Regions from separate parts of the Mus musculus genome. Here regions 1, 2, 3, 4, 6 and 7 are each linked to region 5. The links are chromatin contacts, called in public promoter capture Hi-C maps. All regions are on one chromosome and are shown on one strand. The core of a region is the stretch at or near the end of the contact, and the rest is flanking DNA. Distances in the headings are between cores, read along the strand shown. Region 1 holds the start of Mcm10 (minichromosome maintenance 10 replication initiation factor). Region 2 overlaps Frmd4a (FERM domain containing 4A). Region 3 holds the start of Prpf18 (pre-mRNA processing factor 18). Region 4 overlaps Frmd4a (FERM domain containing 4A). Region 5 holds the start of Suv39h2 (suppressor of variegation 3-9 2). Region 6 overlaps Frmd4a (FERM domain containing 4A). Region 7 holds the start of Bend7 (BEN domain containing 7).

What was found. Promoter capture Hi-C pulls out the DNA fragments that hold promoters and counts their contacts. Capture Hi-C pulls out chosen DNA fragments and counts their contacts.
Region 1: a contact with region 5 is called in a promoter capture Hi-C map of adipose tissue, with 3 times the contacts expected there. The contact joins the promoter of Mcm10 here to the promoter of Suv39h2 in region 5. A contact is called at or near these places in 1 of 39 promoter capture datasets (embryonic stem cells) and 2 of 9 other capture datasets (adipose tissue and liver).
Region 2: a promoter capture Hi-C map of embryonic stem cells shows a contact between it and region 5, with 3 times the contacts expected there. The contact joins the enhancer-like site here to the promoter of Suv39h2 in region 5. A contact is called at or near these places in 4 of 39 promoter capture datasets (the C10 cell line, HPC-7-derived erythroid cells, embryonic stem cells and 1 more), 3 of 115 datasets of contacts at active chromatin or transcription factors (all in embryonic stem cells) and 2 of 9 other capture datasets (adipose tissue and embryonic tail).
Region 3: a promoter capture Hi-C map of embryonic stem cells shows a contact between it and region 5, with 4 times the contacts expected there. The contact joins the promoter of Prpf18 here to the promoter of Suv39h2 in region 5. A contact is called at or near these places in 2 of 39 promoter capture datasets (cranial neural crest and embryonic stem cells), 2 of 115 datasets of contacts at active chromatin or transcription factors (astrocytes and embryonic stem cells) and 1 of 9 other capture datasets (macrophages).
Region 4: a promoter capture Hi-C map of liver shows a contact between it and region 5, with 4 times the contacts expected there. The contact joins the enhancer-like site here to the promoter of Suv39h2 in region 5. A contact is called at or near these places in 8 of 39 promoter capture datasets (the 3T3-L1 cell line, embryonic stem cells, hippocampal neurons and 3 more), 3 of 115 datasets of contacts at active chromatin or transcription factors (astrocytes, large pre-B cells and stem cell-derived neural progenitor cells) and 2 of 9 other capture datasets (adipose tissue and macrophages).
Region 6: a contact with region 5 is called in a promoter capture Hi-C map of embryonic stem cells, with 4 times the contacts expected there. The contact joins the enhancer-like site here to the promoter of Suv39h2 in region 5. A contact is called at or near these places in 5 of 39 promoter capture datasets (the C10 cell line, HPC-7-derived erythroid cells, embryonic stem cells and 1 more), 5 of 115 datasets of contacts at active chromatin or transcription factors (astrocytes, embryonic stem cells, large pre-B cells and 2 more) and 1 of 9 other capture datasets (macrophages).
Region 7: a contact with region 5 is called in a promoter capture Hi-C map of liver, with 5 times the contacts expected there. The contact joins the promoter of Bend7 here to the promoter of Suv39h2 in region 5. A contact is called at or near these places in 4 of 39 promoter capture datasets (embryonic stem cells, hippocampal neurons and liver).

Annotation. Positions count from the first base shown.
Region 1 is chr2:5,011,233-5,014,204 of GRCm38.p6, reverse strand. It overlaps Mcm10 (minichromosome maintenance 10 replication initiation factor), which reads left to right and starts at 1,414. Exons shown (of 20, transcript NM_027290.3): 1 at 1,414-1,500.
Region 2 is chr2:4,571,696-4,574,491 of GRCm38.p6, reverse strand. It overlaps Frmd4a (FERM domain containing 4A), which reads right to left. Exons shown (of 23, transcript NM_172475.3): 14 at 2,053-2,194. Among named protein-coding and RNA genes, the nearest start is that of Gm13179, 21 kb to the left of the region's middle. Within about 2 kb of position 1,416, at least 59 of the 459 cell types and tissues checked have an H3K27ac peak or open chromatin away from gene starts, as enhancers often do. A contact at or near this core is called in embryonic stem cells, where this site is marked.
Region 3 is chr2:4,650,674-4,653,486 of GRCm38.p6, reverse strand. Prpf18 (pre-mRNA processing factor 18) reads left to right here and starts at 1,352. Exons shown (of 10, transcript NM_026045.4): 1 at 1,352-1,571. The coding sequence starts at 1,506.
Region 4 is chr2:4,508,229-4,511,218 of GRCm38.p6, reverse strand. The region is part of intron 5 of Frmd4a (FERM domain containing 4A); the gene reads right to left. It overlaps Gm39751 (a long non-coding RNA gene), which reads left to right. Exons shown (of 5, transcript XR_865941.3): 1 at 1-876; 2 at 1,605-1,943. Among named protein-coding and RNA genes, the nearest start is that of Gm39751, 3.9 kb to the left of the region's middle. Within about 2 kb of position 1,313, at least 45 of the 459 cell types and tissues checked have an H3K27ac peak or open chromatin away from gene starts, as enhancers often do. A contact at or near this core is called in adipose tissue, hippocampal neurons and liver, where this site is marked.
Region 5 is chr2:3,473,665-3,476,364 of GRCm38.p6, reverse strand. Suv39h2 (suppressor of variegation 3-9 2) reads left to right here and starts at 1,379. Exons shown (of 6, transcript NM_022724.4): 1 at 1,379-1,662. The coding sequence starts at 1,419. It also overlaps a transcript of Dclre1c not described here.
Region 6 is chr2:4,548,256-4,551,120 of GRCm38.p6, reverse strand. All of the region lies in intron 11 of Frmd4a (FERM domain containing 4A), which reads right to left. Among named protein-coding and RNA genes, the nearest start is that of Gm39751, 36 kb to the right of the region's middle. Within about 2 kb of position 1,515, at least 18 of the 459 cell types and tissues checked have an H3K27ac peak or open chromatin away from gene starts, as enhancers often do. A contact at or near this core is called in embryonic stem cells, where this site is marked.
Region 7 is chr2:4,716,449-4,719,194 of GRCm38.p6, reverse strand. It overlaps Bend7 (BEN domain containing 7), which reads right to left and starts at 1,364. Exons shown (of 9, transcript NM_178663.4): 1 at 903-1,364. The coding sequence starts at 963.

The DNA.
Region 1 (2,972 bases), core at 165-2,664, 1.5 Mb before region 5:
TATCTGTAAAGTCACAGGGAAGAAAGGAACTAGAGAGGACCAACAAGAACTGGCCTATCAGCCGGGCAGTGGTGGTGCACGCCTTTAATCCCAGCACTCAGGAGGCAGAGGCAGGCGGATTTCTGAGTTCGAGGCCAACCTGGTCTATGAGTGAGTTCCAAGACAGCCAGGTCTACACGGAGAAACCCTGTCTTGAAAAAAAAAAAAAAAGAAAAAAAAAGGACTGGCCTATCTAATTATTGAAGTCTCTTTATCACTGTGAAATTTTCATACTAGAATTATTCCTAATCCTGAGCCAGGAGCACAGGCTTTGATAACGATGAGATGGAGAAGAAGAAAACTCCGTGTCCAGGCATCAAGATTCTTTGCTTTCTAGTCACACACTGGGTAAACAGAGTGGAGAGATAGAGACACCAATGCTGTCTTATCTCAAATCAACTAGTGGATGAATTCAGACTCTAAAGAGTGTCACTTGGAGGTGCGTGTGGTCACTGTAATCCCAGCACTCTTGAAGCTGAGGCAGGTTTCAAGAATCCTAGGCCAGGGGTGTGAATCCAGCTCCATGGCAGTGGCACAGGGCATGCTTAGAATCCATGAACCCCGTTATCCAATCATCAGCACAAAGGAAAAGGAAGAGGGGGAGGGAGGAGGAATCCCAGGACACTCTGGATCCTGCTACATACTGTTTTAAAGTAATCCAGGCAGGCACTCTAAACCCAGTAGGTGGGAAGCAGAGTCTTGAGTTCAAGGCTCACCTGATCTACACAGAAAGGTCAAGGCCAGAGCTTCTTGGAGAGACCCTGTCTTAAACATCAACAAAACTGTGCATGGAAGTCTTTGGAATTATGGAGGGTAAATATTCTGCATTTGGAAAATGGTTTTAGACCTATGTATAAATACTTGTAAAGAAAAGTTTGAATTTTACTGAAGAATGATCTGATAAATTATTCTCAACTCTGACATAATCTAGTTCCCTGAATCTGCACTATTCTAGGGATATTGTTTTCTGCGTCCAAAAATATCTAGCCTTTCCCTCGTTTACAGGTGTAGAAACAAAATCTGAAGAAATGGTAGTTCCTGTAGGTCAGACAGAGTGAAAAGTAGAAACTTTCATCTCTCTCTCTATTCAAATCCTAATATCTAAACTGGACATAGGAGCAGCAAAACTGGTTGGGACTTCAATAAGTTTACTTCCAGCAGGGAAACCAGTTGAGTGTTAACTTACAGAGATGGGCTGGAGCTCTGCTATGTGAATCTTAATTATGGGAATCTGCAGCCTCACCAACCGGAAGTTCTTTGCCCATAACAAAGATGGCCAATCAGGTTGCTCTACTGAGAGGCGGTGCTTCCCCCAGCCAAGGATCTGTGTGGTCCAAGAGTTCCGGTGGAGCCAATCAGAGCGTCCTCCACAAATGAACGCGTCGACGTCAGAGTTGGGCGGAGCCCAATTTAGTTTTTTGGCGGGATCCGCTGTGGACCGGGAAGAGGCCCGGGTCTTAGGTAAGCGTCACGGGGTTTGCGTGTGTCCGGAACTCTGGGCATCCACGCAGGGATTGGGGTCTGAGGGAGAGGCGCGGGCTCTGAGGGGCAAAGGCGCCGAGATCTGGATCCAGCGGAGCAGGCGACCTTTGGCCGAGGCTGGAACGGGCAAGGCGCCGGGGCTGGAAGATGGAGGGCTCGAGTGCTTAAGGAGCCCGTTTTGGGTTGTCTTCTCTTTTCTCTTCTCTTTTCTTTTCTCTTCTCTTCTCTTCTCTTCTCTTCTCTTCTCTTCTCTTCTCTTCTCTTCTCTTCTCTTTTTTCTTTCTTTTTAAATATTGGTTGATTATATGTAAGCTGTCTTTATACACACCAGAAGAGCGCGTCAGATCTCCTTACAGATGGTTGTGAGCCACCATGTGGTTGCTGGGCTTTGAACTCAGAACCTTTGGAAGAGCAGTCAATGCTCTTAACCGCTGAGCCACCTCCCCAACCCGGTTGTTTTCTTTTTTTAAGAGCGCCCTTTTATTTTTGTTTTTTAAAAGTTTATTTCTGCCGGACAGTGGTGGTGCACTCTGAAGAGGATCCTTATAACAAGCACACAGTGGTGGACAAATGTGCAGTTAACTAGGGCAGAGGGGCTCTAGAGGGAACCTTCGGGGTATGGCCGACTAGAAAGGCTCAGAAATTAGCTAGTTGGAGATGAGAAAGTACTCTAAAAGAGCTTTCTAGACAAAATGCCTAAGCTGAAAACAGTTCAAGAAGCTGAAAGCAAGCTAATCTAGCAGGAAGATGCAAACACAGGGAATTGAGGAAATAGAAACAAGGAAGAAGGTACCCACCCATTGCTTCTCAGGCGGGCATTGTGGATGTGGTTCTAAGGATAATTGAAAGCAGCAGAATGTAAATAAGTATACCGTAAGCCAGAACAGAACAAGTTAAGCACAATTGCCTGGCCTACACGGTAGGGTTTATATCTGAGGAAACACTAAAGCAAGGCAGAAGGCCATATCCAGATTCGGGGTGCACCAAAACCCAATCCTTTTACCAGAGTGGGTTCTATAGCCATGCTCCCACATACAACAGGAACAAACATGTCTTATAAATTGAATGCAAATGTTTGTTGAAGGAGGCTGGAAATCAGGTCCAAGAACCATCCAGGGAGCAAGCTATACTTGAGGTTAAAGGCCCTCTCTCTGCCTTTCCCCTCTGGGGCCTCTCTCAGAGTTCGTTCACTGTTTGGCAGAATGGCCAGGGTTCTGACAACCTGCTTCCACCTTCCCCAGGACTGCAATTAAAGGAGTTTGATACCATACCTAGCTTCAATGTTATCTTTCTATCTTTTTTTTAAAAAGATTTATTTATTATTATATCTAAGTACACTGTAGCTGTCTTCAGATGCACCAGGAAAGGGCATCAGATCTCATTACGGATGGTTGTGAGCCACCATGTGGTTGCTGGGATTTGAACTCAGGACCTTCAGAAGAGCAGTCGGT
Region 2 (2,796 bases), core at 167-2,666, 1.1 Mb before region 5:
AACTAGATAGGAGGCAGGTAGGATATAGCTCCAGGCTTTTTCCTCAGACTGGGCTTAACAGGAACTAGGGAACTCATTGCATGCAGTGTCTAAAGGACAAAGCGTTCCCTTTAGTTCTGCTTTGCCCATTCAGTGGGAGGCCGGGAGGGGGGGTGGGGCTGTAACTCCAGATAGACCCTTAGGATTTTTACAGTCTTCCTTGCAAACCTCTGAGCCTCAGAAGCAGTGGCCACCTGGCACATCTTTTATATGAAACAGCTTTGAAGAATTTCAGGCAGGTGCAGAATTAAGAGTTAGAGTCAATGTCCTGGAGGTCTGGCAGAGACAGATCCAGCTCTTGTGAACCTGAAGCCTATCTAATTTTAACAGTTTCTTTAGAACAAACAATGTGCAACGTGTCATATTATAAAGCTCACAAGCATGTGAACATATCACTGGGTTGTAGCCTGTCCAACATGGAGACCTGATCCACACTCTGTCTGCTCTATAGCAAACCCACGTCTCATTCCAGGCTAGTGTGCATTCTCCTGCCTTTAGCTCTTTTTGAGTGGGCAACACTAGCCCAGAAGCTAACTTGGGTTAGCTCATCTTCCTCTTTTATCTTTCCCTTTTCTGTTGTTACAGTTGTTTGCAGTCACTGTTTATAGCTCTAGCCCTGGAAAAGGACAGGAGTTTAAGGCTTCTTCATTTCCTAGCTCAGAGGGGCAAGGTGACATGGCTCCCATCCTCGTTAGCTTAACTGTCAACTTGACACAGCACAGGATCATCTGCCTGTGTCTGAGGACTGCCCAGATCAGATCAGCCTGGGATCATGTCTTTGTGGGCTTGACTGGCGATTGATGAGGGAGGGCTCCCTCTACTGTAGATGTACTGCCATCCTTAGGCAGGTGGGTCTGGGCTGCATAAGAAAGCTCGTTGAATGCCAGCCTGGAGAACAGAATAGTAAGCCGAGTTCCTCTGAGGTCTCTGTTTCAGTTCCTGCCTTGGCTTCTCACTCTGACTTCCCTCAGTGGTGAATGGTTAACTGGAAGTGTAAGAGGAAACAAACCCTCCTTTTCTCCTCATTGCTTTTGGTCACAATGTTTTAGCACAGTTTAACACTTTAGAAATCAGACTAGAACAGCCACCTAAATTCAACAGGGTTTAAACAGCTTTGGAAGGAGGCATCGGCTAGTCACATTTGGCTCACAAAACATTCTGTCTTTCTCCCTCTGACCTCATATAAACCCAGGCCTGTCATGTCATTTAAGCAAACAGCAGCATCCCCCACTCTGACTGATTTGGAGGCTGGGGGTTGAACTCAGATCCTTGAGTGCGCTAAGCAAGTGCTCTACCAATGAACCACTTCCTTGATCTCCACTCTTGAAGCCAAGATAAATTTGATCTGGACCTCCTAATCTTTAATGCCAGAATGACCTGCCTGATGCGCACAGATGGTAGAGAGCTGGGTGTGGTGGGGCACACCTTGGAGCCCAGCACTAGGGAGGCAGAGACGGGTGGATCTCTATGAGTTGGAGGCCATCCTGGTCTTCAAAGTGAGTTCCAGGACAGCTAGGACTGTCGCAGAGAACAACCTTGTGTTAGGGGAAGGTGTAAGAATTAGGGAGTAAAACCAGGTGGTGACAAGGGCCATTCCTTTGTGACAGCAAGTCTCATTTACTCGTTTACCCTGTAAAGCCCCAGATGTCTCCTTGGAAACAGAATGTCCTTGACCAGGATAGCCTCCCTCTTAAGGGAACACAAGCAAACCCTACTCTCTGCCTTTGGAGTTGACACTCAGGATGATAGTTAATGATTACATCAGCCAGCATTCGAAAAAACCCCATGAGTGAGTGCCCTTAGAGGGCACTGACAATTTGTGCCTCACTGAAGTTACACACATCTCCCTCTGCCCCTTGGGAAATATTTCTTAGACCCATGTTTGGCTTCACACTTTGGTCTGACGACTAAAGCCAGCTTCTGGACAGCATATGCAGTGGCCTCCTGTGCATGGTGTCCCCACGTCCCTGGGAGGAAGCCATCTGTGGACAGTGTCTCAGGCGCAGGCCCTACCTGAGGACAGCAGACTCCCACTGCTCCCGCTGATGATCTTCCCCTTGCTCCCCATGTTGGCCAGCTTTGAGGTCTTCAGGGTCCCTGTTTCCGTCAGGTCAATGGCGATCTCGCTCAGACTTCGGGCCGCATGGATCTTGGACTGGAAAGGGGAGGTGAACAGGTTATGGAAGAAAATACTTGCCTACTTGTAAGCCCGAATCCAGGTGGCTCGTAAGCTACACAAACTGGAATTCACAGCCCATGAGAGCACGGGCTATAGAGCATAGTGGGAAGAGTGTGGTCTTTGGGAAAGGCAGTTAATCTCATTGAGCCTTATTGTTCCTAAATATAAGCCAGGGAAGTTACCACCTACTACAGAGTGATGCACTGGAGCCAAGGAGACAAGCTGTGTGCACAGCATCCTCTCCCCTCCCTCTAATTCCTTCCCCTTCCTCCCCTTTCTTCTCTGCTCGACAGAGCAACAAATGAAAAATTGTGTCAGGCCAGTAATCCTAGTTACTTGGGGGAGCTGAGGCAGGGAAATTATAAATTTACAATCTGACTGGGCCAATGAACAAGTTCAAAGCCAGTTCGGGTGACTTAGTGAGATACCTGTTCTAAACATAAAAAGTAGAATGAAGAGGTATAGGTCATGGTAGAGCACTTTGTTAGTGTGTACAAGATCCTAGGCTCAACCCCTAGCAACATGCACACACACACACACACACACACACACACACACACACACGCACGCACGCACGC
Region 3 (2,813 bases), core at 103-2,602, 1.2 Mb before region 5:
TGGTTGTGAACGTGCGTGTGTATACGTGTGTGTATGTGGTGGTGTGGTTGTGAACGTGCGTGTGTATACGTGTGTGTATGTGGTGGTGTGGTTGTGGTTAGAGGATGACTTTGAGAATCTACTTTTTCTTTCCACCATGTGGGTTCCCAGGGACTGCACTCAGGTCATCAGTCTTGGCAGCAACTATTTTTAGCTGTTCAGCCATCTTTTTGGTCCTCAGATATCTTTTAGATGAAATATCCTATTTCACACACAGACACACACACACAGTATAAAACTTTCTTTTCTTTTTTAAATTTGTTTATTTATTATATGTAAGTACACTGTAGTTGTCTTCAGACACCCCAGAAGAGGGCATCAGATCTCATTACAGATGGTTGTGAGCCACCATGTGGTTGCTGGGATTTGAACTCAGGACCTTTAGAAGAGCAGTCAGTGCTCTTAACCGCTGAGCCATCTCACCAGCCCCAGTATAAAACTTTCTAATGAGCAATCCTTTCAGTTTTTATTTTGATAAACCATCTTACCTACACTTGAGTTTGAATTGAATGTTATTTCACTACTTCTAGAATAGAAAAATGTAACATAAAATATTGTTGAATTATGACAACTAAAAACAAAGATGCTTTCATGGCATGGAACCAAGAATAGATATGTTATAAATGGTTCTAAGATTAAAAAAAACAAAACAAAACCAAAACTCTGCCAAGTATGGAGGTCCACTCTGCGGTTGGGGCAGGAGGATTACTTTGATAGCAAGAGTTTGAGACCTGCCCAGGCAACACAGTGAGTGCCTGAATCACAATAAAAATAAAAACAAATCAAAGTAGAATTTCAACATATTTTTTCTTGGGCTAGGTTATAAGAAAGAATGATTATATTCCCAATCATCATTGAAAATCTTCATTGCTGATTGCATAACCAGAAAACACAATAAATTTACAGGGTGTTGAATAGGCAATTAATAAACACTGCCATTTTAAAACTTGTATTATTTATGTATTTCTCATTCTCTAGTATGTTAGCACTCTTGGCAAATAAGTAAATTGAGGAACTATGAAGCAAACTTTAGGAGTATACAAGCTGGTTCAATCGGGCACAATAACCATTTAAAGAGACAAACAGTTGTTTTTTTTTTTTTTTTGAGACAACTCAGAAATCTGCCTGCCTCTGCCTCCCAAGTGCTGGGATTAAAGGCCTGTGCTACCTTTGCCCGGCCTTTTGTTCTTTTCTACCTGTTACTGAAATCACAAGTGTGTATCTGGAGGGTTCCGCTAGGGGGCAACAATACTCAGCGGTTTTGGCCGCGTTCGCGCCGAGGGGCGCTCCCTACCTTCCTTTCGTTCATCCTGATTTCCGCCGGAAGCGGCTCCGGCAGTTGTTGTTTTCCGATAATTGGGCTCTGGTTGCTTCGTGGTTTGTCCTCTTCCCCCTCCCCTGGCGGGTGAGGTTACCGCCGAGGAGCTGGGGAGTCAAAGTGAAGACACTTAGACCCTGGGAGCGAGATGGACATCCTGAAATCCGAGATTCTGCGGAAGCGGCAGCTGGTGGAGGACAGGAACCTGCTGGTGGTGAGTCCCGGAGCTGTGGTTCGGGCTTGAGGGTGGTGGACTGTGCTTGCGGTGTTGGCGGGAGGGTGATGGTCCTGAGAGGGTCTGGGGCGGGCACGGGGCTGACAGATCCGCCACTGTCCCGGGCAAGCTGCTGGCCCAGGGCTTAGCAAGGGGCAGAGTATGGATGTCAAGCCTAGTCTGGCTCACTTCGGCGGCGCTTGCTGTCCTAACCAGTATCCGCCGCAGGCAGAGTGATAAAACAGCATACTAGTCATTGTCAATTCCAAAGCATGTTGCAGAGTTAGTCGGCTTTATTCCTAAGCGATCTGGCACACGCCATAGAGTGCAGAGTTTGTTCCTCTTTGTGTGCGTGTGTGTAAAAATCTTGTTTATTAGTCAGTGACTTTTGACAAGTGCAAACACCTGTGTAACCCATTCTCCATGAGGAGATAAAATAGCAATGTCCACTTTCCAGTCCCTGCGTGGATTACCCACCGAAGCAACTTATTTATACCTCAGTTTTGCCTGCTCTAGAATGTCACATCAATAGGATGTACATTTTCATATGGAGCTTCGTTTGATTAGAATGTTCGGGGTATTACTTTGCTGTGTGTGTGTATGTATGTGTGTGTGTGTGTGTGTGTGTGTATGTATGTATGTATTAATTTTCTGAAATTGTATTCTGTTGTCTGAGTAGATCTGGTTACCCATTCTCCTAGGGATGAGTGTTTGAGCTGTTTCTCAGAATTGGTTGAGCAGATTCTGAGCCCTATCCCTTTGGAACCGCAGGGTTACAGAGTACATGCATGCCTAAGTCATTCAAAATGTTGCACATCTATGAGCTATGTCAGAGGCTGGCTAGTCTGCACTGTTGCCCGCGGTTTATGTTGCCTGTCTTTTTGGTGGAGAGGTTTCTGTATGGTTCTAAATCTCATCTTCTTGATAATTTAAGTAATTCATGTGTGACTTTTTTTTTTTTAGATACTTACATATTTTTTTGTGAAGTGTTAAAACTGCTTGCAAACTTAAATTAGGCTAGTTATTAGTTCTCCGGACTTTAAATTAGGTTAGTTATTCTCCATACTTTAAATTACGTTCGTTATTAATTCTCTGGACTCCTTTATGTATCCCACCATCTTCTTTGATAAGTATGTTTTCTGGATATCAATAATAGTGCCTTTTGAGGAATAAAAGCTCTGTGTGTGTGTGTGTGTGTGTTTATATTTATGGATTGGGGGAGAGCATGGCAGGGACCCTTGG
Region 4 (2,990 bases), core at 64-2,563, 1.0 Mb before region 5:
CCACAATTTCTTGTCTAATATATGGCCTTATCTTAGGACTTGCCCCTTCCAAGTTAATAAGGTCTCAGTCCCAGCCAGCACCCTCTCAGAACAAAATTTACAACTGAAGTTAGCACTGAAGAATAATTTAAATTGAGAGTTATTTTGAACTACAAGCCAAACTCTGATATATGGATTTTCTAATTAGTCTTGGGGGAGAAGGGGGGGTGTCTAGGCTTGTCCGCCATAACTCATGACACTGTATTGGAGCAGTCCACATCTTTTGAAGAGGGGATATCCTCAAGGTCTCAGGCCAAGGAATTCTAAAGATAGACAAAGATAGTTGCTACTCAGCTCAAGGGAACTAACAGCCGTCTTTCTACCATGTGGAGGACTAGAAGACAACCATTCTTTATGTGTAACGAGCCACAGCAGCTTAACCACCTCTGCAATTCATCTGCCTGGTCAGAGCTGGGATGTGGGAGAATGTTTGCAATGGCAGTTGTGGGACTGCCAGCTCCCGTAACATGACAGAGTACAAACATGTTCATAGAAACTCTCCAGGGTTTCTGCAATAGATCATTTCTAGCTTTATTCATTTCCTTTCCCACTGATCACTTTGCTAAAGAGCTCATGGTACTTGGAAGCACATTGTGTGTGTGTGTGTGTGTGTGTGTGTGTGCGTGTGCGTGTGCGTGTGTGTGTGTGTGTGTGTGTGTGTGAGACATGTGAGCCCTTCTGTTAAACATTTACATCTATGGTGTAGTGAATGGTCAACAGGGGGCTAATGGTTAACACCAGCTGGGAGACTTATCTCATGTGTAACTCAAAATCAACCTTTGGCAGACAGCCCCGAGCAGGAGTTTGGTGTCTCACAATTTGATTCATTTGCTAGATGTAAGTTGTCTGTGTGGGGAAAGAGAGGTGGGGGAAGGGAGGAAGGAAGGCCTTTGCTTTCGCACAGCCCATTCTGCAGGTCCTGTGGGTGAACATTCCGTATAGTGCTCTGCCAGCTATAGCGAAGCTTTAAGCAACAGTCGTAAACGTGTGACCTAGTTTAGGCAAGTTCTTTCTCATTATAGGTGTCCTTAGGGTAAGTGGAAATGAGTGTCTTTAGGGTGAGCTTTCCCTTTCCCTTCAGATGAAGAGAGTATAAAACACCCAGAGTCAGAATGTGTCTGGCAATAGAGGAAAGGGAGCCAGGATGAGAGGCCTCAGACTGTGCACACAGAGCAAGGCTGATGGAGGAGGCTGTGCCGCTACTTCTTAGGATCCCTAGTTACTATTTACTGAGTGTAACAGTCACTGGACGCCCTCCCTCAGAGGAGTCCTCTAGAGAGAGAATAGAGGAACCAGACTCGGAACAGTAGGAAGACAGGCTGGCTCTCGGCTGCTGAGAGCTTGTCTATTCTCCAAGCTTTTCTCCCTTGTTTGGAACGTTATTTATTCCCAAGCAGTTCATGCCTTACATATAATTTTCAGACATATGGTACTGTATATTCTCCCAAGTTTTAGTTCAGTTCCCTACAGCCTCCCTGCACAGTGCGCTTCCTGTCTTCTACTTTAATACGTTCACTATTTCCTTATTATAAATAATAACCCCCCTTTGCATTTCTTTTTTCCAGGTGATTACACTGTTAAGATTTTGCTGGAACGAAACAGAGTCTTTGAGTTTCTGTTCACTTCCCGAGTTTCCCCAGAAAGCCGAGTCCACCACGGAGGACTAGACAGATGTCCCAGAGATCTTCCTGCCAGGTTCCAGCTGCCACGTGACATACAAAAGATGACTCTGCTTTTCCCTCGGCTGGCTTTTAGCTGGCTTCCCAGGCAGTAGATCCCTACCTGTGCTTTTCCAGCAGAGAAACAAACTGATCAAGATAACAAACAGTATACAAAGCCCCGATACGTTCCCGAGGCTGTGGGCTTTCCCTTGACAGAAGACAAAATGGAGAAGCAGGGGAGAGGTAGGAGGCTCTTCAAGAAAGAGCTGTGAGAGGCTTCCACTTGGCCACCTGCAAAGGCTGGTGCTGTGACATTCCTGTGGCTTATCGCATTGATAGTTCTGTGTTGGAGCCTCAATGGTTCCAGTGTCACCTGAGGAGGAGGGGCTCCTGCTGGGTCATTTCCTGAGCCAGAATCTTGCCTGGGAATCCAGGGTGGTGGCAGACATGTGATAATGTTCTATTGAGAGGGAATGCTGTATCTTTTGGCTACTGAAGCCATGATGTATGTATTTTGGGCCTCTTTCCCTCACTACTGAGTGAAAGGGCATCATTCCCTTTGCTCTTTGGAAAATGGTATAGAATGACAGAATGTGGTTTGCTGTAGGTGTGTACAGGCATGCATGCGTGCATTCTTCGTGCAGACGGACAAGATGGACAAGACGGACCACTTCCATTCACTCAGCCCTGCTTTATCTAAAGCGATGAAGCAACTTCAGGAGGAGGACCCAGGGCACTTGTCAGCAGCTTTATGGTGGCTTGGTGGCTATCCACTCTCTCTCGGGAAGATTGCCATCAGAGAATCTTGACATGCTCCAAAAAAACCAAAACAACAACAACAAAAAAAAAAACATGCAACGGGGCCTCCTGACCTGGTTCAGAGGGTTTGCTGGTACTTTTCAAGTCGTACCAAGAATCTCAAGGGAAAGCATTCCTCTGTGGTTAGGTTGAGAAAGTCCAACTTTTCCCATACAGCAAATGAGATGATTAGTGTTAATTATCATCGCAACAGCGCCTAGAATAGCCTGGGAGGCAGGCCTCTGGGCACGTCTGTGAGGGGCTGTCTTGATTACATTAATTGAGGTTGGAAAGCCTCTCTGTGGATGGCGGCCCTATTCCTTGGCTGGGATTCTGGACTGCGAATGGAGACAGGGGGCTAATGCCAGCATTCATGCCTTTGTGTGTCCTGACTGTGGATGCGATGTGACCAGTTATCCCAAGCTTCTGCTACTCTGACCTCCCTATTACACTGGACCAAGCCTTCAGATTGTAAGCCAGAATAAACCCCAC
Region 5 (2,700 bases), core at 130-2,629:
TGGTCTACAAAGTGAGTTCCAGGACAGCCAGGGCTACACAGAGAAACCCTGTCTAAAAAACAAACAAAAAAACACAGAGCCTTGGATCTATCAGACAACTGCTATTCCACCAAGCTATCCTCTGCTTCCAGCATCCTTTGCCAATTTTTAAAATAAAACTTAGCAAGACCAAAAATATTTGTAAGACTCTACCCTGACCGTTTTTTGACAAAAGCTTTTAAAGAAGAGCTAGAGAACAAAGCCAGACAGAATGCCTGAGTGGCCTCTGAAGAAGTAACATTTGAGTTAAATCTAGTCACGTGAGAGGGAGCAGCACATGAAGGGGAGTCAGTCAGTTCTTTGATCTAGACCGTGATTTCCAGTTTAAAGTGTTTATTGGGGGAGAAGGGAGCTTTGGCTAGCACCTGTAATTCCAGCTCACCAAAGTGGAAGCAAAAGGGTCAGGACTTGAACATGCTTCTCAGACAAAGCAAGTCTGAGGCTTGTTTCATTTTCTGTTTTAAAGTCTCCTTAGCTGGGTGGGAAGTGGCTGGAAGGGGAGCAATGGAGAGGTCAAGGCAGCTAGGCTGTTTTGGCTGAAGAGAAGACAGGCAGTATGTGCTTGTGAATAGCATTGACATGACTGGCTTACAGAATTGCCGATGGTCTTTTGTGTATAATGGTTCCTCTTACAAGTTTTCAGATTTACAGTGGTAAAACCGAGAACGACCTGACTCTCCCCAAGCATATATGGCTAAAACCTGCCCTCAGCTTAAGTCTGTTAATGTTAGTAAGTCCTTGTCCTAAGTGTACCTTTTACGTTTGCCTTAACTAAGAGGGTTCTTGGCGGGGTTGGTTGGATTCTCACAATTGTCAGGCTTTTCCTTTGAGTCCAGCTGCTACATGGCCACATCAACTCATCAGAATCTCTTTGAGTGGTTTAAACAGACAGCACCTCTCCAGGTGAACCCAACATGCAGTCAAATTTTAAGATCCTGAGTCCTGGTGGTGTGGAGTGAAAGGAAAAGTAGTGGGGCTTCGTTGGGTTGAAGTGCTGAGGAACAAGAGTGGGAAAGGAGCTACCTGCGCACACTAACCCCGCACAGCCTATTTTGCGTTTTGTGGCGGGCACGTCAGGTCTTTGTGAAGCGACTCAGGGGACCGCATGAAGAATCATGGCAAGCGACCTCCGAAGTCAAAGCGAGTAACAAGCCAGCGACGGGCAGGGCCAGTTTCCACGGAAGGCCCCGCCCCTTCCCGCCCCCACCGTGCGGCGCAGGCGCGGTAGCTACCACCGCAGGGGTCGGTCTCCGCTGACGTCAGAACGCCTCGCTCCTCTCAGCCTCCCCGCTCCGGAGTCCCTGGCGGGCCGGGGCGGGGCGTGTGGCCAGCTGAGTTCTTCGGGCTGACCGCGCCAGTTTGAATGAAAGCTCCGCAAGATGGCGGCGGCCAGGGCCAAGGCACGGGGCAGTGAGGCAGGAGCGCGGTGTCACCGGGCTCCAGGTCCGCCCCCGAGGCCCAAGGCCAGGCGAACGGCGAGACGCCGCCGCGCGGAGACCCTGACGGCGCGACGCTCGCGGCCGTCTGCGGGCGAGAGGCGCGCCGGCTCCCAGCGAGCGTGGTCCGGAGCTCCGCGGGCCGCGGTCTTTGGCGACGAGTGTGCACGAGGTGCCTTATTCAAGGGTGAGCAGGAAAGCACACGCGCTGCGGCGGTAGCGGTCGCCACCTCCGAGCCGGGGGTTGGGGGTGGTGGCGGGGCTGAGGTGCGGTGCTGGAGAAAGGGAATCCCCTGGTGCCTGCGTTCGAGCGGGTCTGGCCTCGCCGTGAAGCGCCTGCACACGCAGCCCTGAGCTCCGGGAAACTTTGGGGGGCCCGGCTGGAACTTGCAGGTTATTTCTGTGGATGCTGAAGCCGGGGCACGCAGTGCGCGTGCGTGCGCTCGAGTCGCGCGCCCTTTGAAAGTCTGGGTTGTGCAAAGCCTTCTGGAATGAAAAGGTTGTTCTCCAGCTCTTTCCTCCGCTCCACCCAGATGGTGACACTATTATTCCCGTAGGTAGCTCTTGCCTCCTTGAAGCGTGGTGGGGATGGGATGGTGGAATGGTTTTTATAAACGGGATGTTATAATCTAGACAATGAGGCGTTTTCCTCTCATCATTTTTGGCTGTGGGATTTTGTAAACCAAGTGTTGGCAATTTTTCTTTTTAACATTTCGAGATGCCCCCAAAATGTAGCATTTCTGTTGCGAGGGGCGGTGCATTGTAATTACACGTAACGCTTCGTTATGACGTTTTCATACGAATATATGTACGTTGATCCTCCGATTCAACACCACCCTCCATTATAGTGTTGTGTTTTCAGATTCTCAGCTAGGGGTAAAAATTGAAAAGATAAATAAAACAGCAAACAACTTGGTTACATAAACAAGAGGACTCTCCTTTGCAGATGATTAGCATAAGGAGATTAGCATTAAGACAAAACAGCCTTAAGATTTTTAGAAGCGATTTATGAGACGTTTTTTACAGCTTTCTTGTCTCCAAACCGCCACACCTAAGCAAATAAATGTATTCTGGCAAATTTGAAGGAAAGTCTTTTTGCAGGTGCCAGAAATATGAGTTGTTTGCAGTCACTGGAGTTCGGAAGCTATCCTCACTGGTTTCTGACAATGAAGTCCTTACTGGGAAGGATGAGGAAGGACTGCGGGGAAAATTTGAGCGGTTACGC
Region 6 (2,865 bases), core at 266-2,765, 1.1 Mb before region 5:
TGTAGTGTTTGAGTACTTTGGAGGACAGAGTTAGTTTGTGTGGAAAAAGTTGTACTTTTCTATTTGTTTTCGAGGCGAGCATGTCAGTACTCGGGTACTGAGGTGCTTGGTCCAAGGGCGAGGCATCATTTCAACAACCTCACCCCCTTGGTGGAGGTCACCTGACCCTGGGGAAAGCTGAGATGGGAGGCAGAAGATGATGACAACAGTTACCAGTGAATAGCTGCTCACCTTAAAGGTGATCCACCCCATCACCCGTGTGGACTGAAAAGAAAGGCAGCAAGGGAACGAGGGCCCTTTAAGGACCATTATTTAACAGCATCTTGTTTGTATATTCACACCCCTGGTGCTTCAAGAACTGCCCTTCTTGATGACAAGGACAGGTACTTCCTAAACCGGTTGAGCTGATTTTATTTACTTGTTTGTGTATTGGTTTGTCAAGACAGGATTTTTCTGTATAGCCCCATTTGCCCCGGAACTCACTCTATAGATCAGGCTGGCCTTGAACTCAGGGATCCACCTGTCTGTCTCCGCAGTGCGAGGGCTAAAGGTGTGTTCCACCACTCAGAACATGATTTTATTTTATTGTCTTGAAACTTGTAGCCCAGCATGGGCTTGATTGCCGATCCTCTTACCTTTTCTTTTCAAGGGCTGGGGTTACACTGTGCACAGCTACGCAGTGCTAGTGAGCACTCTACCAACTGAGTCAATCCCTAGCTCCTCCGGACCTGGTTTATGTGGAAACTGGGGGAGGCTCCTTACATGCTGCTGAGAATTGAGGTGCAAGACCTCTCCACTTGGACAGGGATCTGGTTTGAGGCTGCTACATTGGTGGCAGGAAGCAGATCTCCGGCTTGCTTCCCGGCCAGCTAAAGGATGAACCCTTTGTGTCGTGCAGGCTGCTCAGCAGCCATGCCTGTCACTGGCAGGAAGTAGGCAGCTTGGTCTGAGGTTTTTGCTACAAGATCTGACCACCCAGCTTTTCTGAGGCATGCAATGGCCTGGGCAGAGCCTCCCTCTCTGTAGCTGAGGTCCTGGTTGCTATTCTTTTATGGATTTCCCTGCTGGAGCCATGCCTTCTCCAGAAAGAAGATGCTAAGTTCTAGGAGTGAAGACTTCAACTCCCATATTCCAGTCATTCCAGAATGACTGGTCCTAGGGTTCAAGCTCTGGTATCCCATTCCCCTTCTCCTCCCCCAGGAGGAATTCTGAAGTGGTCGGGTCAGTTTGAAGATTTCCTGAACTTACAGGGGCTGGGGAGGGCAGAGGAAAACAACCGAGCATGCTCAGCAGCCTGCCCTGAGCTATGTCCTCTCATCAGGGATATTCCTGTAATCACAGGCTTCCCAGCCCGGTCTGGGTAGTTCTCCCAGGTAGCTAGCTCTACCCACCCCTCTGCCTAAGTCATCAGCATCCATTGCTGCAGCTGACCTTTCACTCAGATGTCTCCGCCACGCTCAAGCCTAGGGAATGTACAGTGCTTGAGGCAAGTCAGTCTCTCACCTGCTACCCAGTAACTGTAGGCTGAGTATGTGAGTAGAGAAAGAACTGGAGGAAGGAGTCACGGCAAACCCAGTTCAGAGACGTGCAAGGTCGCAAGACGGCATGTGACCACAGCGCAAGGTCGCAAGACGGCATGTGACCACAGTGCAAGGTCGCAAGATGGCATGTGACCACCACGTGCACTAGAGCTCCAACTCAGGCGGCTTCCACAAAGTAGGGAACACCGATTAAGGCGGGTGCTTCATTAAAGGTGCACTTCCAGGGTTAGGAAGGTAACTCAGCCAGGAAAGTGTTTGGTGTGGAAGGATGGAGACCTGAATTTGAGCCTCGGAACCTATGCATGTTGGCACGGAAGTACCATCCTAGAGTCGGGAAGGCTCTGGGATGTGCTGGTCAGTCAGCCTAGCTGAACCTGTGAGCCCCGGTCCAATGTTTTCAAAAAACAAGATGGAAGGCACCCGGGGAACAACATTCAATGTTGACTTCCACATGCACATGCACCATACGCACATATGTGTATACACAGGACCACCCTCCCTCAACTGCACATGGCATGCGGAAGGGGCAGTCACAGCCAGACCAAGAGGAAAGAGTGGTCAAGAACTCAGCTTCCTATTTCTACTCAGTGTGATCCCCCAAAGAACGAGGGATGTCTATAACCCCAGAATCCTGGAATTCTCCTCCTGCTTGGACTGAACAGCTCATCGTGTGTAGAAATTGCCTGTCTGCTCAAGGTTCCTTCTCAGTACAATCTGAGCAGGGCAGATCCCAGCAGTAGATTCTTGGCTGATTAGCAGGATCTGTTGCTTAGACTCTGCCTAGTGAGGAAAACTGTATTTATTGGGTCCTAGCTGTGCTGGGGATGGGTGTTAAACAGGTTTAGCAGTTTTTAGGGAGGTCGGGGCACCCTGGCTTTCCCCAGTGAACCATGCTGATTAAGAAAAATCTTTCCAGCAGTGCACAGCTCATCAGCAGTAAGCTGCTGCACTCTTCGATGATTGACACCAGGGTTTCCCAATCTAACACTTTCCGCTTCTATAAAAGAGAAAGTGTCTGGTGGCCTGAAGGATCCCAGGAGCGCAATCTTGATTGCCAACTGTCACTAGCTCTTGATTTCTTTTTAGTCCAATAGTCAGAAAACAAAGCCAAAGGTCAGTCGAAATGGAAGCCATTTTTAAATGTCCCCTCGCCTTTCTTCTCTCTTTCTTTTTACGTGCAGAAATAAGTGGTAAAACGTTGTGGGCTCCCTTTCCGCCCTCCCTTGCAAATGTCTCAGTGTTTCAGTGGTGTGAGTGCCTGAGACCCTTCCTTGAGAGTTATCCAGTTTATACTTAAGTCCCTTAGGCTACTGAACACATATAT
Region 7 (2,746 bases), core at 115-2,614, 1.2 Mb before region 5:
TTCTCTGATTTGGCTTTGACCCAAGTTAATGCAAAGATATTTAAAGAGTGTGGGCTCATATTAGAACTTGTACCATTACCTCTGGGGAGGTTGGGGGGGGGGTATCACCATTCTCGATTATTAAGGTGATACATTTTGACAGGTGTTTCTTGTCCGAGTTGGCACCATTTTTTAAAGACTCAAATCAGGAAGATGGACTCGAACAAGAAACAGAACCCAGAGGAGATACTACTCAACTTTCTCCTCCCCGGACAAAATAAACGCCTATAAAGAGTGTGCTGTACACCTGTTAGTCGGCAGGACCAAGCTGGATTTTTCTTTATTTCTTGTGATGCGACACTTGTCTGACTGGTATACGAGATAATCTTAAAACTACCTTTCCACCCAAATCACTCAACTGGAAAAGATGCTGTATGTCAACAATTTCTGCCTTGAGCTTCGATTCCCTAATGAGCTGATTCTTCTTAAAAAGAACAATGATCATCTTTTTCTCTCCTCCTTCTCTTTGCGTGGGGGAAGGAAAAAAAAAACGAAAACAAAAACAAATCCCAGTCTATTCTCGGCCTGCCGGCCAGGCAAACCCTCAGCCACCCCAGCCCAGCGGCCGCCGTGGCGGCGGCACCCCAGAGTGGGCTCGGCTCCCCGGTGTCATTGTTTGCTAATTTCCTGACGTGCCCTCCGACTTGTTTACCTTCAATAACACCCGGTGGGTCCCCCTCAGGCACAACTTTCCCCGCGGCGGGGCGTGTGCGGCCCGCGGGGGGCCCGGGTTCGGGCGGGGACGAGGGGGTCGGGGCGGGCGCGCCCCCGGCGTGGAGCCCGCGGGCGGCCGGGGCGCGCGGGGCCGAGTGCGCGGAGCGCGGCGCCGGCTTCCCGCCGCTGTCCCCGGGCCGGCAGCTTACCTCGGCTCACCAGTTTGAAGCTCTGGGATTTCCTGCTTCTTTTCCTCTCCGAGAACTCCATGGTGCGGGCAAGGTGGCGGCGCGGCAGGAGACTGAGGCGGCGGCTGAGGCGGGCTCGTGTCACCGCCGCGGAGCCGCCGGGACCAAGGTCCGCGTCGCGATCGGCGGGGGAGGCCGAGGGACGGGAGGAACCACCGCGAGCCCGGCCGGGGGTTGCGCGCCCGGGGCGAAGTTGTCCCCGCGCGCGGCTCCGCCTCCCCGGTGTCTTAGGCGACCCCTCGGTGCCCCTTCATGCCGCCTCGCTCTTTCCCGAACGCAGCCCGCCGCAGCCCAACTTTCCGTTGGGAGCGGGGCCGGGCTGGGGCGCGGAGCTGTGGGGTGCTCGCCGCGGCCCGCCTGGGCTCAGCCTGCGGACGCGGCCCGGGGGACGCGGCGAGCCGAGGGAGGGCGGCGGCGGCGGGTGCGGAGCGGCGGCCGGGGCGCTGACCTCCCCCGCGGGAGTAGGGGCCGCGCCGTCGAAGGGGGCGGCGCCGCCGGGACCCCGGGACCACCTGCTGGCGGAGCCCGGCCGCCGCCATCCCCCGGGGGCCGCCGCCACTGCTGGACTCGGCCGTGCGGCGACCCGGCATGGGCCGGAGGCCGCGCGGTTCAGCGTCCGGAGCGGCCCGGGCCCGTGGAGCTGCCCCCCCGGACGGACGCCGCGCTCTGCCCGGCCTCCCTCTGCGGCTCCCGGAGGCGAACCTGCCTTTAGAAATAAGCCAGGGATCGTGGCTCCTTGGCGGCCAGCCCTCGCTCTGTCTGAGAGGCGGGCGGTGCCAGGGCCAGACGCGGATTTTAGGCAACTTTTAAGAGGGGGTGAAGAACTTACCCATCCGCGCTCTTGGAGCAAACAGAGAGAAATTTGAGCATGTACTGCTGAGAAGACTATGGGATGGAGCGAACATCAATTCTTATCCCCACCCTGGGGACTGTAGGGGAAGTTATATGCAAAGGGGGTGCTTGGAATGGTGTTTTGGGGAGAGGAATACTAGAGGTGAGGAGTGCAAGGGGGTGCAGGCTCTTAGGGAAACAGTGGTCATAGCAGGTGCATAGACTCTGCCACTTGACGCAGAAATACCAAAATAATTGCCGTCCGCCAATGGCCATTGGGAGTTTTATGTAATCTTTTTCTCTGGGGAGCCAAGTGTGCACTTACTGTAGGCGCCATTTCTTACCACATGTTTTAAGTGGGAATAGAAAAGATTTTTTACATCACCTGGGAATGGTAGTGTGGAAACATGATCTGACACGCTTAAAAGTACGGCCTCCAAATCTACGGTTTCTAGACCAAAGTACAAAGGGGAAGAAGGGATGGGCTGCTGCTCCAACACCTTAGGAAGGTCAGGTTGCTCCAAAGAATGCAGAGAAAAGGGGGGAGGGGGCTGGGGTGGGCTGTCTTGATGAATGATTGAGGTTAGTTGCACTCAAATGGACAGCCGTTCAAAAGCCACTCTGATAGAACCTTGACGTTAGAAGCAGGGTGACTACCAAGGAGCAAGCAGTGCAAACATGCCTGGGAAATAAAACCAAAGAACCGGTGAGCAGCAAGCCAGCTGGAGACAACAGGATAGACACGGGTGTGGATAGACACGGGTGTGGACACCCGGCAGTGTGGACACCCGGCTGGCCGCAGGGAGACCAAGCGCTTCATCCAGCTCTAAAGCAAATCACTTTAAGAGGGGATTCATTTTTTTTTTCCTACTTCTTTGAGATTATGTTAGAGGCTGAGTCCTTTTCCCAGAAAAGTGTATGGAAGAAATGAAATTGTATTTGGTGAAGTTCTTTGATCTCTTTAGAGTTAAAAG